2 separate regions of the Lactuca sativa genome follow, and region 1 is linked to region 2. A link is a contact called in public Hi-C data. All regions are on one chromosome and are shown on one strand. The core of a region is the stretch at or near the end of the contact, and the rest is flanking DNA. Distances in the headings are between cores, read along the strand shown. Region 1 holds the start of LOC111900814. Region 2 holds the start of LOC111900815 (aquaporin TIP2-1).

The links. A called contact is a pair of places that touch in the nucleus more often than the background predicts.
Region 1: a Hi-C map of leaf shows a contact between it and region 2, with 8 times the contacts expected there. The contact joins the promoter of LOC111900814 here to the promoter of LOC111900815 in region 2. A contact is called at or near these places in 2 of 4 Hi-C or Micro-C datasets (both in leaf).

The regions. Positions count from the first base shown.
Region 1 is chr4:183,119,909-183,125,820 of Lsat_Salinas_v11, reverse strand. It overlaps LOC111900814, which reads right to left and starts at 4,155. Exons shown (of 4, transcript XM_023896702.3): 1 at 3,714-4,155; 2 at 2,996-3,436; 3 at 2,800-2,915; 4 at 54-574. The coding sequence starts at 3,718. The coding sequence ends at 153.
Region 2 is chr4:182,907,638-182,914,366 of Lsat_Salinas_v11, reverse strand. It overlaps LOC111900815 (aquaporin TIP2-1), which reads left to right and starts at 3,924. Exons shown (of 3, transcript XM_023896704.3): 1 at 3,924-4,144; 2 at 4,235-4,485; 3 at 4,750-5,302. The coding sequence starts at 4,018. The coding sequence ends at 5,118.

The DNA of each region.
Region 1 (5,912 bases), core at 2,906-5,405, 210 kb before region 2:
CACTTTAATTTCAATAACTCAATATTTTTCTCACTTTCATTATAAATTCAAACTTTCTAAATGTTTATCCCTCCATATTTAATTTTTTTTTAATACACTCGTTAGTAGTAAACAGATATTGCAACTAATACAATAAAACACTAATCTTACAACTACATTTCATTCAAAGATATCTTAACATACACCATTTGAGTATACCCATTAAATACAGTTTCCTCAAGTCTGGATAACCCAAGCCTTTGAAACAAACGAAATCTTCCATCTTCAACAATAGGATTTGAAACACGTGCTGGATCATATCTTGTTTGATGTGTAAGCGAAGGGCCTGCAACTGGTGGAAGCTCCCAATAAACATCAAGTATGGATTCTACAAATCTGCTATTTTGGAAATGTTGTGTGTGTGAAATCTGTTTGTTTGTGTGGTTGAAATCGTCTCTCATGTACCCTTTTACCCCCCACCATGCCTCATGGGGCCCACAAAGGTCATTTATGTCAACTGCCTTTTCCCAGAATTGTTTTCGTTTTCTTCTTTGTCTAGCTTCATCACTATCTTTGAAGCAGCTATGTCCACCTCCTGAAGAGTAAAGGGTATTATTGGTAATTGACACAGCAAGGAAGGAGGCGTTTGATATTTGGTTTAATTGTAGGATTTTGCTGTGTTTGATGATTTAGTTTTGGTTATGGAATTAGAATTTGAAATTCTTGAATTGATTTTGGTTATATTGGAGTTTTTTAATGTGTTTTTGAATTTTATGTAATTGATATTGGTTTTATTTGATTTTAAAATGTCGGGTTAAATATGCCACCTTTTGGAAAACTATCACAAAATATTATCTATTTTGTACGATGTGTTTTGCAAAATTACTTAGGTGTTGTTTGTTTTTTATCTGCAGATCTTCTTAGCCTCTTCTGACTGCGTCGCGCAGACCACGCACAGATATTAGGCTTCACAGACTATTTGTTTTTTTGAAGACTGCAAATCAAAAATGATTTGAGCGTCCTCTTCTTGGCGCAGATGTGAACCAGAGTCTTGAAATCTCTTCAGACATCTTCTAACCTCAAAAACATATACTTTTTTTTTTTTTTTTTTTTATAAACTTAGATTTATTCCAACTTTATCTATGATAAATAAATTGGAGAAAAGGTTACAATACTTAGAGAAAAAAAAGGTTCAATAACACAATCATGACCTTTATGACAAATTTATACCTAAATATTTAATTACAATAATAATTTGTGGAGTTGTTTATATAGATATGCAAAAAGAAATCATAATATTGTCTTATATTTTTTTGTGCCAAATTTTATAAAACATTATTTAATGCAACATCGTTCATTTATTGGGAAAAATATTTATAGTCAGTTTTTAATTGATTTAATTGAAAAAGTAAAATAAAAACTTTGAAAATTTTCATTTAAAATCGAAGTTTATTTCCATTCATGTTACGTGTTAAATTGTTTTATCACTAATTACAATGTTTAGGTATAATTTTACGACCAAAGTATGTTGGTTTTTATCAAATATATACGATAATTCTTACCATTTTATTTTCACTTTATACAATATTGCATAAAAGTTAATCTATATCTGTTAATTAATAAAGTCATAATATTATAAAAAAAAAAGTCTTTTAAGTTTTTTTTTAAAAATCAGTTTAATTAGATTTTAATTTATTCTAACACCCTGCAAATGTTAAAAAACAAATTGTCTTCTTCTTTAGTCCACCACTTCTACTGCAGAGGTTTGCAGATATGATCCACAGACTACAGACATTTTGACTCACAAAAAACAAACAACACCTTAATGAATGACTCCAACTACAAAAAAGTGTTATTTGAAATTTATTTCGGAAAATAAATATGCAACATATGAATAATTTTAAAAAAATATGAAAGGTTTTGCCTGTTTTTAGGGTTTTATGCAGAAATGTGCCATTATTTTGGGGAATTTTTGATAAGTCCAAAAAAATTAAACAGAAAAGTCTTGATTATTTAATTTTACACGATAATCTATCATTTCATGTTAAAATAAAAATAAAGACTTTTTTGTTAGTTTGGGCAAAATATGAAATTTTCGAGACTTTTTTGTTCAATTTTTTTAAGACTTTATCCAAAAAATTCCTAAAATAATGGGACTTTTTCTGCATAAAACCCTATTTTTATATGGAATTATTCATATTTTGCGAAATATTGATTCATATTCTGTAAAAATCTTCATATTTCACAAAATAATATGTTTTGAAAATGGTCAAAAAAAGTAATTTTTTTTTGGTTTTATTTTTTTTGGTTTTTAGAAACACCAAATTTTTAGGTTATGTTTGGTTTCCATTTATAAAGATACCAAACCAAAACGACATCGTTTTATGTATAAGTATAATTGATTAACGATGTTAAAAATTAAAATAGTAAAACGCATTTAAGGTTTCCATTAAAAATTGAAATAGGGAACATATATTGTATTATTTTTTAGTAATTTACATATATTTTGTTAAATTCTATCAATATGGTTGATGAAAAAAAGACAATGAGTTATAATAAAATACCAAAAACACAGACAAAAAAACAAAAAGAAAACTTCGAACATAATCAATTTTCTTAAAGACAGAAAACGAGTTTGTTGGTTTGGCTTCGGGTTTATGTAATTTATATTGATTTATCTGGTTCATTCTTTTATAATGAAGTTATGGTTAAGGGTATTTGTGTAATTTTAACAAGTGAGGAATGTTGAAATCCATAAAATTAAGTTCCATACATTTTGGTAACCAAACACCACAATTGATCAAACTGAATATAGCTAACCTTGTATATAAAACTGATCACATATCTGTCTCAAGGAATAATGATCTCCTGTTCCAGTATCATAGTTGTCTTCAAATACAAGATGAGAGAAGCCAGCTTTAAGTGCTTGCTTTAATCTGTATCAAAGAAACAAACACACATTCATGATTCATGATTTATGCCCCAATAGAATGGCAAAGGTATGCAAAGTGATTACCTTTTCAACTCATTTTGATGATCATCAAAGAATATAAGAACCCGACTTGAATCATTGACGCCATGTTTCTTCATCACTTTTGACCAATTAACATTCCCAAAGTCAACAAAATCCTTTCCAGCAAAATATGTGCAGTTTTGATCGACATATGCAGGGCCTTTCAAAAGGTATTTTGCAGGATGACGAGGTGTAAGTGAGATAATTGGGGTGGCTGGCATGGCTTGTCTTAATATCCAGGTTGAATGTCCCTTGAAAGCTCCACTTTCAATCATTAGTTCTGGTTTCAGCCATCGTGTGATAAACCAGAGCCCGAAGCTGTGATCAAAACCCATTCCGTACATGTTGTTCTTGATGGGTCGTGTCTCGTATATTGGTACAAACTCTTCCAAACCTTGAAGCAGATCCTTCGATGTCCATTCAATGGTTTTGCCATGTTTCGATCTGCCTTTTATAAAGGAAATGAGATTAGAAGCTAAATGTGGTTGTTCTTAGGCTTGTTTCTGTCAATTCGAACATCAAATCACAAGTCTAGCAGAGTATACAGACATTCGATTCTCAGTTTACAATCTAGATGAACGTTAAACTAGATCAAGCAACATAGATATGAACGAGCATTATGACATTGATGCAGATCTGGTGAAATCAAATCGAAAAAACCCCAACATTAACAAATCACACACACGTACACACACCTAGTGAATGAGTGATGAGAGCTTACACCATGGGACGCCTAGGGATCCAAAGTCTGATTCGAGTCCATCCAATCCGAAGAATCGGGTACGAGAGAGTCGATCAAAGGAAGAAATGGAAGAAACGCAAATCAAATTGCGGGAACGAATGAAGAAAGAGTAGATTACGAAGATGACAATGGCAAGAAAGAGTATCGGCCAGAGATAACCGGTTCGGGTCAAATAGTTGGTGACCCGCGTAGCGATTGAAAGCTGCTTTCTGGTCTTGGATCCATCTTCTTGGTGTTCGTCTCCTTCGTCACCGAATTGAGCAGTCCTTCGCATAGAAAGAGCGTTTAACATCTCTCTCTCTCCAAATCGATCAACTCCGCTGGAAGTGTACTTATTTTGGCATCTGGATCCCTGAAAAGGCGTTATTGGGTCGATCTAGGTTAGGTTCAAAAGCGTCAGGGATAATAACTTTTGGTGTACTATTCTTCCCTGCCAGAAAGTTTATTTAGTCTATTTTTAAAAATTAATAATCGTCTCTCTCTTTGTTTTTCCTTACACATTTAGTCTCTATTGACATGAAATGACTTTTTTACCCTTAATAATTTTTTTTTTTCATTTTATTTTGTTTATTTGTCATTTTTAAATTAAAAAAAAAATCCCTACCCATTTATTTCCATTTCCCCTTCTCAAGATTTTCCATAAACCACCACATATAACCGCCAGCACCTCCGGCAGTATGCAAATCCTACTTGTTTCACACCTGGAACTATTACCAATAATTCAAACAGTTCTCCCCTACTTGGAATCAGCTGCGCTCTACCAACCTTGCTAATGACAAAGAATGTTAAACCCTTCACCAGAATGGACAGATCACCAATCCAACAACCCACTTGCTGGAAGATCGAGGCACTCCGAACATCTCCAACATATACAATTTATATTCTTCTAACAATCTCATCATCTAAATAAACCCATATAGTCAATTCATCATCCATACTTCTAGAGTGATGGCTCACTACTACTCGCCTCTTCAAGAAATAGGGATCATATTGAAAGCCTATCAACAATCAACTGACATCCATCAAGTGCGATACAAGCACTTCAGAACTCTGACTTCATTGTCACAGAAGGGGACAACCAGCTTCCATGAGATATTTTCCTTAAATATTCTGATGCGAGGACCACCCTCACAATCCTAAAAACATCAACCATGCAACAACTCCCTTTCACCCCACAACTATCTTAAATTCTAATAATCAAACTAACTTGCACTACAACTCCCTTTGACCCATTGTGTTAAACTAATACGTCGATCCGACTACTGATCCTCTGTGCATGACCTGTAGCTCGCTCCCACTAAGGTCCATACTAAAATGGATGAAAACCTAAATCTAACTCAACAAGATGTGCTCCACCCATGACTCTCGGTATGAAAATACATGACATAAGATGATCCCTTGATAATAAGAATGACAAGGAAAATTTAAAGAACAATGATCCATAGGTAGAGACTTGTCTAAACTGGACATAATGTTTCATATATATATATATATATATATATGGTGGTTGTCGAGGCCAACAAAATAAATACCCAAAATGTTACACACTAAAATAGTGTATAGTGGTAAAGGGATCGTATCCACGGAGATTGGTTCAATTTAAATCTCTATGTAAATCACTTGTTCAAGTACTTATAAAACAAAAGTAAAAGTAAAATGGGGGGTTTTGGTATTTTGAAATACTTGAAATAAACTAGAATTAAACTAGGATTTAAATAGACAATTTCAACAAAAACAAGGTTATGATGTAAAATCAATAAGAGAAAGATGGTTGACTTAAGGTTTCCTTACTTTGACTTTTGATGAACATATCATTAGAATCCAATGGTGCAATAGTTGTTTTAAATTCTTAATTTGGCTATAATAATCCAAGAAGCTTGAGATTACCTAGACTTTTCTTAATTATTAAAATGGTTAGAGAAGTTCATAACAATTTCCTTAGTCAAAGTCAACTAGCATTAAGAACCAAAAAGTCACCAAATCCAAGAGCAGTCAAATGCTTTCATTACCATGTTGGAGAAAATGTTTTTATGATTGTGTGAAGCAAAACTAACACGAAAATCATTTGTTGCTTTCTAATTTGAGGATCATTTACTTAATCAAGAAATTAGCCAACTAATCACCACAAACACATTTAAACTAATGAATAAAAACATATAAGTAATGATAATATGTTTA
Region 2 (6,729 bases), core at 2,675-5,174:
TTAGAGACTCGTCTTACGCACAACATGACTTCTTACAAGTTTGATATTACACCATTTCAAAATGTTTCTCGGTAGATACATGAGATATTTAAGAAGATGGTGACCATTTCGAAGGATTCTATTGTTTTAAATATTTGAGACTTGGTTGATTAGGTTACAAAGGAGGTCAAGAAGTTGGATAAATTTTGTCTTGGAATTCAGCAGAATGTTGATATTCTTCTTGGTGTTACACGAACATTGATCGAAGACATTCATGCTTTCAATAAGGATTATGCTTAAGGGTTGAAGTTGAAGAAAGAATCTGATGAGAATGTCTTCAGAAGCATTAATAATTCACTAACAAGCTTTCATGATAGATTATCGAAGTTTGATGTTCAACCAACAACTTCAGTTTCTGAGGAAAAACATTCTAAAGTTGTCTTTTCAGTAGAGACTTTTTTTAAAAATCGACATGCTCCAATTCTCGATCTTGTTCTTCGATTGCCTACAAATGATCCACGCCTATTAATGCTCATGTCACAAAAGGAAGATAAGGGTGGTTCATCGAAGGATGGAGAGGAAGAAAAAGGAAATGTAGTTGGAAAGGTTTACACCACACAAATCCTAACTCTAATTCTTGTGAAACATGTTCCGACAGCTTCGACAACAACGTCATCTCAAAATGTTAAAGTTGTTGTTTCAAAACTTCCATCGAAGAAGGGGATGAATATAAACTAAGGAGGTTCATGTTCTTCGATTGTCAAATCTGTTGCAAACTCATAATCGAAGGGAAAAGGAAAAAGCTGTTCATGTTGAGCCTACTGAAGAAGAAAAGAAGAAATTACAAGAACTTGAAATACAGAAAACGAAGAACTTAACAATATAATGAGACTGAGAGCAAATGATCCACTTGGTCTTGAAAATGGGGGGATCCAAGTAAAGTTTGGTGTTATGAAACCATCGAGAGAGTAGTTTATGGCGAAGTTGATACATTTGAAAAACAGTCAAAGAAAAGTTATGCCATCGAAGATTCAGATTTTAATCAGTTGGACTTCCCATTCAATCATACAATGTTCCCATTTGCTCAGTTTAAGCTTGCTGAAAATTATCAAGATTCAGAGGAGTACAAAAGTATGAAGATAAGATTTCATGTAGTTCTCGAATACAAAGAAGAAGAAGTTTGGTCCTTAGTAAAAATCATTAAACTTGTATCAATAACTCCAGATGTCATTTTCGAAGGAGTTGTTCAAAATTATCGATACAAGGTGGTCAGGGCTAATTATACTCTTTATAAGTTCACTATTGTTGACTTTCCACTGATGAACTTGAATGATCTTATTACTGTTACGAAGATTATGGGAGATATGAATAATGATCGAGTTCAAGATAAAGCATCTTACATCATTAGATATAGTCATATCAAAAGCTTCGTATGTTACTATGCTCATTTGTCATTAACAGACTTCGAGTTTCCTACTACCTTTAATAAAAAGCTAAAAGTTCCTATGTCAATTTTTAAAGGTAATCTGAACGCTGATGACTATGAAGATGGTGAAATCCTTATGAAATCAAAGGGTGTAATGTTTCAGGGAAAGAACATGAAAGGAGGCAAAAAGAAATACTTCTTCCATATTGATGATAAATAAATGTATTCTAATCAAAATCTTTCTAGCATTCTTCTCCGCATTAATAAATGTAATAAGAATTCTAATGAAGACAGAGTGGCGATAAAGAAGATTATCGTTTGGAATATGGAAATAAGAAGAGTATTATTGATAGTGATAAAAACGCTACCTACAATTTGAAGATTAAATATTGATCAAAAAGAGGAGGGGGTATTGTAGAGTCGAAGATGTTCTGATATATCAAAGTCTTAAGTAGTAGTCAAAGTGTTGTTTAGAGTGTCTGGATTGAAGGTCTACATGACTTCGATTCTATATGTATTTTATCAGGAATTTATATTGTATCTCTTTCAATGTCGAATTCCTGATATATATATATATATATATATATATATATATATATATATATATATATATATATATATATATATATATATATATATATATATATAGTGTAGGGCTTAAGTCATTTGTAACTTTTGCAACTTTGTGCTTTCACTTTTATTCTCACAAATGTACTCTACGCTCTCCAAATAATATGAGTTGAATCAAGATTATATTTACATCACCGTGTTCATATTGAATCAGATTACATATTCGATTGATTTCATAACACTTCATAAATAGGCCTGCTACTAATCAGACTAGTAAGGTTATTGTTGTTGTTGATACGTGAAACTAGGACCCCATAAAGGATTGTGAAGTTATTTTTGGCACAGACCATTTCAAAAACCACCCCGACTTCCCTAATGGTTGTTGTCGTGATGATTTCCATGGGTGGAAGATTCCACGGTAAGCACAGTAGGAGAGGAAGCGGGTTTGTGAGGTGTTGGTTCATGTTTGGCACATTCTTTGATCGTTAAGAAGAAGCAAAGACATGCCTCTAGAAAAGTCAGGAGAGGGATGTGATATCGGATAAGGCTTGTGATGTACTCATATTTAGAAGAGAGATTGTTGATCATGTAGGTAAAAATAATTTTCTCGGGCACTATGTCATCAACATTGTCGAGAAAGCATGTGATAGATTTGATGCAAGTACAATATGCAGTGAGGCATGAACCATTGATGCTAATGCTTCGAAGTTCCTAGTCAACTTGGTTGATCTTTGTGTCTTTGTTATCATAGAATAATATTTGCAAATTGATCCAAATATGACAGCCATTGTTTTTCATTTGAATAATAAGTTGCGAGAGTGTGCCATCTATTCAAAGCATCACAATGGAATCAGTGTTCTTCCATTTGTGTTCATGGTAGGTGGTATATGGATTGTGGTGTATCACACGATTTGTCCATATGATCAAGAATGTCAAATCCGGTGCAAAGAGCCTCAAAAGCACTCTCCAAACGTCGTAGTTGAGTTGTTCAAGGTATAGTAAAAGATGGACATGGGCTTTAATGTCGGTTATTTTAAAGGGTTTTTCAAAAGTGGGTAAGTCTTTGTCGTTTGTGTTGGCAATTTAGAAAGAAGAGGAGGGAAAAGAGTAGATAAGAGGAAAACATCGGGAGGAGTAAGGTATTACAACAACCAGATTAAGGTTTTAGTGTGTGCTATTTAATATCATGTTAACGAATGATTTTTTCATAAGGATATGTCCATATTATATGATATTTATATCAATATACAAAGAGCTTTTATAATACAAATACGCATAAGGGTGGATGGATGGTCTAACATAATATGTAATTCTATACTAACACATAATTATAACCAAAGAGATTGTATCTTAGCCGTATCTTTTGTTGGTACAAAGTTGTCCTTCGATCAAATGTTTGAAGGTTCAAGTGTCGTTGGTGACAAAGTAGTTTAACAATAATGTATAAGTGTGTGTTTGCCCTTCCGAAAAAATATAATTAAAAAAAGAATTAAGAGCATCCACAATGAGGAGTTTAATTGAAGAGTTGAATGAGGTGTCATGCCTAGTTATCACTTAATGGATACAACTCCATCATTGTGAAATGTCACATTGGCATTCAATGGATCATTGAACTCATCAATGGGAAAAAAGAAAGTCTTTAAATCTTTAAATAAATACTTTTTTAATATGTTTGATTGAACTTCTAGAGTTTAATGTATTGTGGGATAAAAATAAAAAGAATTGTATGGAATAGTGAATGATGATATGACATTCCATTAAACTCTATAGAGTTCAATGTATTGTGACGTAAATTACTATTGTTGATAAAAATTAAAATATTTTGCTATAAATGTTTTTTCAATAAAATATGTTGTTCTTGAAATTAACTAAATAAAATAATACTCTTGTATTTACGTGATCATTATTTGGGAAATTTTAGTATATAAACCCTCTTAGTGTTGTACATAGAGCGCCATATTCAACATCACCCTCTCTTTCTATTTCCATCTCCTTTCCAAATTCAGCTATTCCTTATCCATTAATACAATACTCTACACAAAATGCCTGGAATCGCCATTGGTAGTTTGGGTGACTCCTTCAGTGGCAGCTCTATCAAAGCCTACATTGCAGAGTTCATCTCCACCTTGCTCTTCGTCTTCGCCGGAGTAGGTTCTGCCATCGCTTATGGTAAGTTCAGAACTCCCCATAACCATTACTAACCGATCTATCATGATATATCTCCATAACCCAATTCCTTTTTTTGTTAATTTAATACAGGCAAATTAACAGCAGATGCTGCCCTAGATCCAGCTGGTCTTGTAGCCATCGCTGTTTGCCATGGATTTGCTCTGTTTGTTGCCGTATCAATCGCTGCCAACATCTCCGGCGGCCACGTCAACCCAGCTGTCACCTTCGGTTTGGCCGTCGGCGGCCAGATCACCGTCCTTACCGGCGTGTTTTACTGGATCGCTCAACTTCTTGGCTCCACCGTCGCATGCTTCCTTCTCAGCTTCGTCACCGGAGGCCTGGTAAGCATTGTAGACTTTTCTTTACGATTTGTACTATACGTAAGCAAAATGAGCAGGTGAAACAACTTGGATAATATGAGGAGTATTATTTTTAATTTTTTTTGTTTCTTTTATAAACGATTAATTTATTACTATAATTTTATAACCATTAAAGTAATATTAGAAGACTTTTATATAAAAAGATTTATAAAGTTACAAATACTTATTATGTTAGGTTAAGTGGTTTTTTCAAATAATATTTATGTTTTATATTTTTTTTTTCAGGCTGTTCCTACACACAATGTTGGAAGCTTAGGAGCAATTCAAGGAGTAGTTTTCGAAATTGTTATCACATTTGCGTTGGTGTACACAGTGTACGCCACCGCATGTGACCCAAAGAAGGGGTCAGTTGGCACAATTGCCCCAATGGCAATCGGGTTCATTGTTGGCGCCAACATTTTGGCAGCAGGTCCATTCTCTGGTGGATCAATGAACCCAGCTAGATCTTTTGGACCTGCTGTAGCCAGCTTTGACTTTTCTGGACACTGGGTGTACTGGGTCGGACCCCTCATTGGTGGTGGTTTGGCTGGAGCCATTTACCCAAATGTGTTCATCTCCTCCGATGAACACATTCCCGTCTCCAACGACTATTAGATTTTCATCGTTATCGGTTGATTGTGTTGAATTAAGTTCCAAGGCTTTTTTAATTGTACAAATAAGTAGAAAAGCAATTTGTTTGTTTTTCTTTGTTCTTGTTTATTCATATTTATGAGATGCTCATAAGATTGTGTTTTTTCGTAATTGGGTAATGGAGCAAATGCATGATTGGTTAGTAAAAGGACCCACATGTTGTGTTTAATTTGGCATTATTGGTTTGTAAAAGGACCACGTTATGTGTTTACTTTGGTTTGGTAGGTTTTGGGCCCCTTTGGGTTGTTTTTTTCAATGAGTTAAGCAAAACAGAATATAGTGGGTGGTGGGCCTATTTGATCAATAAATGCATGTCATGTGATTCCAATCCAATGCGGATATGTTCAAACTTCAAAGTTGTAGGATGTAATATACGGGGCTTGAAGTTTAAAGTTGTTATAGATACAAATTTTTGAGAAATGGGTGAATTTATAATTTGGATTTATTGATCAAATCGGTTTTTTTTATTCATGAGGGGGTATTCTTCGTGATGAATGCAATGTTAAACTTTGATTCACCATTTTATGAAATACTATGGTTGTAAAAAAATCATGAAAACTTGATGACATATACATTTTGACAAAGAGTTATATAATTTTATCTTAATATCTTTCTAATTAAGAGCATTAAATTGGATGTGACATGTGCTAGTAGCCTACAGTGTCCTTAATATTTTAACATAGCGTACCCTTTAACATATCCAACCTCACCTAGAGTGTAAGTTGAATAAAAATACTCAATTGATGTAACATGACATATTGACATGGGGTACCACTATCAACAATCCAACTCGATCCATACCAGATTAACAATCCCATAAGCATATATAAAGAATTAAGAATTCTTCATTGGTAGTATTTCAAGCATTGTCGTTAACGCTATTACTTTCTTATGATTGTTCTTATCAGCTTAATTGTATCATGTGAGCCATTCTACCACAATGATAACATTATTAAACATTAGAAATGGAATTACTGAGATGCTTACCTCTAATAATTGATTTTTTTTACTGTTTTTTTATGACCACTAATATGACTGTGAAACGGAACAAAGATTTTCTTTTCATTGCTTAATATAAAATACTATATTTAACCAATTGCTTGACCATAATGCCATATGGTGCAAAATATGACAATAATATGTTAAAAGTTTCCAAGGAAAAAAAAAAACAAGATAAACAATGAGCCATAAACCATGTATAGCGTCTTCAAACTTGATATCTATGCCCACAATCTGATATATGATTCGGTGATATATAGTCAAATTAGGGGATAGGTCCATGTGAAGTCCGCAGGATATATTGATCTTTGAAATAGTTCAACTATATGCATACATATACCAATCACCAATGTAATTAAAATAAAGAAAATACGTTCCATTGGCAGTGATTGTTAAGTTATCTTTAGGTTTATTAATTTTCTAAATGATATTGAAGCAATCTAGATTCTAGGCGATAAACCTGCATAAACACAGGCACAGGAGCGGAGCTACTATGTAGCCCGGGGTAGCCCGGGATACCCCTCCAATTTTCCCGTCAGATGCAAATTTCATGTTTTTTTTTTCCGAAAATTAGTC